2 separate regions of the Callithrix jacchus genome follow, and region 2 is linked to region 1. A link is a contact called in public Hi-C data. All regions are on one chromosome and are shown on one strand. The core of a region is the stretch at or near the end of the contact, and the rest is flanking DNA. Distances in the headings are between cores, read along the strand shown.

Region 1 (3,572 bases), core at 745-3,244:
AGCCTCCCAGAGTGAGTATTTTAAAAAACTAGTGCACTCCTTTGGATCTATTAGGTATATTGGTTAAAAACAGTTTTTAAAATAAATCTAATATCGATGCCTCAACTCGCTCTTCTATCCAACTGGGGAGGAAGTAGGGTAAAGAGAGGACTTTGATCTCCAGGTGGTTGTGTGTAGAAACCTGGAGGACAGAGAAATTAATCTTTTTTTTTTTTTTCCAAAGACTTTGCCAGAAAGTCAAGTGCAGATAGGACTGGTTGGTTTGTTCATATATTCATCTTCATTCATTCAATTGTTTAGCAAATATTTATCAAAAGCTAATATGCTCAGGCACTCAGAAGAAAGGCCAGTGAACAAGACAGTCTTTTATCTCTGCTTTGATGGTTAGTAGGAATCAAGTAAACATAATGATAAACACCCAGCAATCCGGCTGAAGATCTGAATTCAAGAGAAAGGCATTTAAGTACATATATCCTATAGAGCCTGCTTCCCAACTGAACAAATCTAGAAATGATACATAAGATTTTGTGAAGTTAAGCCAAGTTTCCCTTTTTTGTCTTTCTCCCAAAATGAACTTGACAATGTCAGAACATTTTCTAAAATAGCTTTAAGAAAACCACTTACATAATGCTACTATGCGCCAGACGCTGTTCTAAGGACTTTATATTTTAACTCATTTAATCTTCATCACAGCTCTATGGCTGAATAATATTAGCCCCATTTTAAAGAGTGAGAAAGATGAGACACAGAGCTAAGGTTACAGGACAAAGTCAGCTGGTCAGTAAATGGTAGAGCCAGGGTTTGATCTTAGGCAATCTGGCTCTGTCATCTGTGCTCCTAAACAGGGCATCTATTGCCTTCTTCTTAAAGACTGTGTCTGGGCACTTACTATGGAGATAATGTTGATAAAATAGTTTTGTTTCAAACTCGGGGTGCACAAATGACTCAGCATGCATAGAGCATGTGCCTCAAGGGCAGGAGTCATGCATTACTCTCCTTCATGATTGTATCACCTAACCGGGCCCACCACAGAGGGGGTGCTTAAGAAATATTTGTTGAATTGAATTGGGCTGTCTGATACAATCTGATTAGTTCATATCATTCTCTACAAGACAGTCCTATTTGGGGTGATAAAAAACCAATTTTTAATCCCTGGAAGTCTTATTTTTATTTAAATGTGATTTTGATAAATATGAGAGACACTGCATGGCCCTGAGTCATCAGCCTTACCTGCAAGCGCAACCAAGTGTGGCAGGCAAAATCTGTTTGCCAAGGCAATTAATTCCAGCGGGTCCAGGTCCAAGTTAGGAGACAACTGCTTGGTATAGAGATAATCCAATACTGCTTGCATTGATATCTTGTTTATGTGCGGGAGATACACCTGAAATATTAAACAAAAAGCTAAATTCTGCTGCAGAAAGCAGGGAGTGGGCACATTTTCAGGCAATGCTGCTTATAAATATCCTAACTGTGTGATTTGCGATTGGTGAGTCTTGGACACCTGCTTTGAGGCTGTGCATAGGAATCCTTCTGTATTTATGACTCTAAATATAATGCTTTGATTTGCAGATGACAAAAGAGTGGAGCTGCCTGACACAGCCTGATGTGGAATTTTTAAATAACTATTTGGACTTATAAATCAGACAAATGGGCTGGAAATGTATGACGACATGAGGGGCCCTCATGCTGAGCACCTTATAATACTCTATTGTGGGGAAAGAAATCTCCTAGCAACATGACAGGTGTTGGGGGGAGCTGCAAACCACACTGTTTCTGACACGATGGAGCCTAGCTCTCCAAGACGTCAAAACGGGAGGAGCCGCCACCCTAGCTGCCACAGTGACCAGCTTGATTTCCACATTCTGTTGGCAGGTGCACAATACATTACAACCTACTACACAATGTATACACTTCATTGTTTTTTCCTACAACCACCTGGATTCAGAACTACTGGAACATTAACGGTTATCAGTAGATTCAGAGAATTCAAAGGAGTCCTTGCTTGGGACTTCCAGGGGAGTAAGACTGGGTACAGGGGAACTGTGCTCTGTAGGATTCCCACAGTTTCACTCCTGAGTGCCTGTAGTTGTCCATATAAATGCATGCTAGAGTTTGCTAGAGAGCCAGGGACTGCCTGGGAGGTGGAGTGCTGGATAGGTGGGCATGGATCTACGGAGATGTACACTGTGTACAGTTACTCTTTATTTTAGGTCTCTCACTCCATGAGACAGGCCCTGGAGTAGTTCAGAAGGGTACCACTTGGTTTACAATTGTAATGTTGACAATTATTAACCTTATTAATGTTGACAAACATTAACCTTAATTGAAGGCATCCTACGTACCAGGCACTGCGCCAAGGTTTCCACACACATTCTTCACTCTGATGCTTATATCTACCCTAGAGAGAAGAGGCTTACTTTTGCCATTTTACAGAAAAGACAATGGAGGTTCAAGGAGGTTAATTTAAATCTCGTGTCCAAGGTCACATAGCTAGGAAGTAGTGTCTGGGATTTAAACCCAGGGAGTATGATGTGGAAGTATATGTTCAGAATTGCTGTGCGGTGCAGGAAACTTTGAATGCCAAGGTAGCAAAGGTTTGCGTTACAGAACAATGAAGCATCATATTTTATTAATGGTTTTTGAGAACTCTACTTCAAAAAATGAACAATTATGAACTTCTTTTTCTTTCTTTTTTATTTTAAATTTTTGAGACAGGGTTTAACTCTGTTTCCCAGGGTGAACTGCAGTGGTTTGATGATAGCCTGGGCCTGCGTCCAAGCAATCCTTCCACCTCCATCTCCCTAGTAGCTGGGACTACAGACAGTGCCTCCATGCTGGCTAATTTATTTTATTTTATTAAATTTTTTTTTTGTATAGAGACAGAGGTCTTGCTATGCTACTCAGACTGGTCTCAAACTCCTGGCTTCAAGTGGTCCTCCTGTCTTGGCTTCCCAAAGTGCTGGGATTAAAGGCATGAGCCACTGTGCCTGGCCAGTTATAAACTTTTTTAATTCTAGTACTTAATAAACCTCTATACAACATATAAAGATATACATCTTTATAACATGATTACATCTATATATTGTATATGATTGCACCTCTCTCTCCATTTACATGCACGTGTGCATGCGCATGCACACATACACATACACACTCAGGCACATGCGCAGAGTCAGCCCTCTATATCTGTGGGTTCCACATCTGCGGATTCAACCAACTGTAGATCAAAAATACTTGAAAAAAAAAAGGCACGATTGCTTCTGTACTGAACATGTATAGAGTTTTTTCTTGTCATTATTCCCTAAGCAATACAGTAAAACAACTACTTACATACCATTTGCATTGTATTAGGTATTAGAAATACTCTAGAGATAATTTAAAGTATACAGGAGGATGTATATAGATCTATGCAAATACAATGCCATTTTATATGAGGAACTTAAGCATTCATGGATTTGGGTGTCTGAGTGGAGGGTGGGGTCCTGGAACCAATCCCTCACAGATATTGAGGTGTGTGTGTGTGTGTGTGTGTGTGTGTGTGTGTGTGAGAGAGAGAGAGAGAGAGAGAGAGA
Region 2 (3,448 bases), core at 130-2,629, 55 kb before region 1:
CAAAACCAACACTCATAATCCCTTCCTGAACAGGGAGAATGGCTCCTCTGGCCAAGACGATCTTACTCAGGACCACTAGAGGGAGGCCAGTGAGGCTACCTTTGCAGAATTGAAATGTGAAGACTGAAGGCGTGTTGTTAAAAAAAACTCTGGCTCACTTCCATGGTCCACTTCTAATTAGATATAGGGCTAGACTCTAAGCCACACACATTTTCAGCCAACCCTAGAAGGCCTAGGCCCCTTTTCAGTCTCAAAGCAGTCAAGCCACAAGCCACAAGCGATAAGCTTCCAGACCAGAAGAGAGGAATGAAGAGTCACAGATAGAGAGTCTTGTCCCTGAGCCTGGCATCAAGGGCCTACTCAAATTGAGAAGCAGCTCCTGTTAACGTTCCTTGTGAACTGCCCCAACTCCTGATGATTAAAGAGCTAAGATATGACTCAAGTGTCTCTCAATCTTCCAAGAGTAATTTTATAATTTATCTTTTCCCTCTGGGTTCAATGTTAGAAGCTGGTAAAACATCCTCTTTCCCCCACATCAAAGTGGAAACAAAATAATTTGGAATTCATGTAATGAAAACCTCAATTTCAGGGATCTAAAGGCCCTTTTAAGAAAAATCACAAGAAAGGAGGTAAATTCTGGAGGCACTTTTAGCACTTATGATTAATGCAATATAAGAATATAATAATAACCATTAAGAGAATTTTCTTTTTCCTCCACTTCGTCCTTCGAACACCTTTTAATGCCTAAATTAAAAAACTGAAGAGGGTGGGGTTTCTAGAAATGTATTCATTCAGTAAACTTCAAAAAAACCAATCTACCTCCTTATTTTGACATAATGTCTAACAAAAGTTTAACAACTAATACAAATAATTCCTGAATAACCTTCTTCCAGATTCCAAATACAAACATTTTGTTTGCTCTTCTCTCTTCTCACTCTCTCATATTGCTTTCTGAACCATTAGAGACTGAACTGCAAAAGTTACAATTCCTCCCGTTTAGTGTGTATTTCCTAAAAACAGGAACACTGTTACATCACTGCTGTACAATGATTAAAATCAAGAAATTAATGTTAAAACATGTACAATCTACAGACTTTATTCTGATTTTTCCAATTGCCATATGTGTATGTGTGTGAATAAAATTTAATTTTTTTAACCTAGTAAAAAAGTGCGTGGATAATATGTGGCATTCAGTCGTTATGTCTCTTTAGTCTCCTTTAAACTGCTTTTGCTTTGTCTGTCTTGACATTGACACTTTTGGAAAGTATAAGCAAAATATCTGGTAGAATGTCTCTCCATTCAGGTTTGTCTAATGTTTCTTCATGATTAGATTCAGAGTATGCATTTTTGTTAGCAACACCATGGAAAGGATGCTGTGTCTTCTTATTACCTCGCATCAGGAATAGTGTTGATTTGCCCAATCACTTGATGTGTGACTAGACCTGAGATACGCTCTAAAGGTAAAATATATACCAGATTTTGAGGCTTTTATTTGCAAAAAATGTAAATATCTCATTTATAATTTTTATAATTGATTAATGTTGAAGGAATAACTTTTCAGATATATTGAATTACATAAAACATTATTTAAAATGGAGCTATTAGCAATTTTAAAGTTACAAATGTGGTTTGCATTAGATTTCTGTTGGGCAGCGGCTTGTATTATATTTCTCTTGGGCAGAACTATAAATAAATACACAGTTGAAATAAAATACTGATTATAAAACAAGGCCAAGCATAGCAGTGGTAATAATGCATTCATTACAAACCAAGGATTATTTTTCAACTGATTTCATGCATCTGAGGTAAAGGGTGAAAAATAACTTTGTTTAAGTAGTGTGGTAAAGCTTATTTAAATCATTGACAAAGATAGAGATTGCTAAGGGAACACAGAGGAGGGCACCCACCCAGTCTTGGTTGGTCACAGAAGGCTTCTGCAAGAAAGGGATGTGTTAGTTGCAACTGAAGGAAAATTAGAGATTTTTTATGGAGATGAAGTCTCGCTCTGTCACCCAAGCTGGAGTACAGTGGTGTGATCTCAGCTCACTGCAACCTTTACCTCCTGGTTCAAACGATTCTTCTGCCTCAGCTTCCCAAGTAGCTGGGACTACAGGTATGCATCACCACGCCAAGATAATTTTGTATTTATCATAGAGATGAGGTTTCACCATGTTGGCCACGCTGGTCTCCTGATTTGAAGTGATTCTTCCACCTCAGCTTCCCGAAGTGCCAGGATTACAGGCATGAGCCACCACTCCCAGTAGGAAAATTAGAAATTCTTCAGGAGAATTAGGTGCAAGCAGAGAGATAGGAGGAGAGTACTTCAGGGAGACGGAACAGAATCTGCAAAGTTTTAGTCATTGTTCCATAGCTCACTTGGAGAACTCCAAAATTTATAGGGGCTTGTTGTGATACTATTACATCACCACCTGCAGCTATTTACGTAAAGTTCTGTTTTCCCTGAGGCACTTGTACATAAAAGAGAAGATTTATTTTACTTTCCTGTTTTTCTCAAAAGAATCATGAATTTAAAAGTAGATATTTAAAAATCTGGGAAACATCTTGGGCTTGTAGCAAGAGATACTTTGCAATTACTATTTAGTTTTACCAGACACACACAGGGTTTTGCTTATCTGAATCTTGCCAAAAATTCAACCTTTTGCTCCAGAATAGTAACAACTTGACTCCATAATGCAGAGAGCTACACATGACTCTCAGCAAGAGGGAAAGTGAAAAAATAAGTCTGCAAAGGCATAAAAATGATATTAATTCTGCAGTGACCTCACATGAGTGTTATGGTTAATGCCTAGCTGAGCAGGGATCCCAGAGTGTCAGAATTGGAGAGGACATTGATGATGAACAATCTTCCAGCCCAGTCGCTAACCTGTCAATAATGAGAACAGTCCCTAGTGAATGTCGGAGCTAGCATTTAAACTGGTGTCTGGACCTTTAACTTGACCTCTTCCATTCTCCTTGGATGCAAAACATGTCTGAACTGCCCAGTCTTTCAAAAACTAAAGACTAGAACATCTTCAGTGTGAAAAAAGCATACCCAAACCCCAAACCAACTTCCTGAGCTCCACAATTTACTTTCATGACCATCTCAGTTGGGCAGCACCCCACAAACATCATCCTCATTGTCTGCTGGTTTAGGTTTGCCTCACTTCTGCTGGGATGTAGGTGCTATGAGAGCAGGGACTTCACCTGCCCTGTCGGTGGGTGTATTCTTTGGGCTGAAGACAACCTTTGACACACAGGCGCTCACAAAGGGTTGTACTTGTTTAGCGTACTGCACAGTGTATTTCCTGACTGGTGACCTACGCAAAACTTGTTCTATTTGGCATCGTTGAGAATGATAATGTGTCTGCTTAACCCAGATGCTCTCTTTTCCCCAGGAGGCTAAATGTAGACAAGACTCAACAACTAGTCTTCAGTAGTTAGCCCATCC

What was found. Hi-C and Micro-C count contacts between places; a contact is called where the count stands out from the background.
Region 2: a contact with region 1 is called in a Hi-C map of skeletal muscle, with 2.9 times the contacts expected there. The contact joins two enhancer-like sites. A contact is called at or near these places in 2 of 3 Hi-C or Micro-C datasets (both in skeletal muscle).

Annotation. Positions count from the first base shown.
Region 1 is chr12:69,576,078-69,579,649 of calJac240_pri, reverse strand. RHOBTB1 (Rho related BTB domain containing 1) reads right to left here. Exons shown (of 14, transcript XM_078345874.1): 11 at 1,231-1,381. Among named protein-coding and RNA genes, the nearest start is that of CDK1, 100 kb to the left of the region's middle. Within about 2 kb of position 1,994, at least 1 of the 16 cell types and tissues checked has an H3K27ac peak or open chromatin away from gene starts, as enhancers often do. A contact at or near this core is called in skeletal muscle, where this site is marked.
Region 2 is chr12:69,630,827-69,634,274 of calJac240_pri, reverse strand. The region is part of intron 2 of LOC144578695 (a long non-coding RNA gene); the gene reads right to left. Among named protein-coding and RNA genes, the nearest start is that of CDK1, 47 kb to the left of the region's middle. Within about 2 kb of position 1,379, at least 1 of the 16 cell types and tissues checked has an H3K27ac peak or open chromatin away from gene starts, as enhancers often do. A contact at or near this core is called in skeletal muscle, where this site is marked.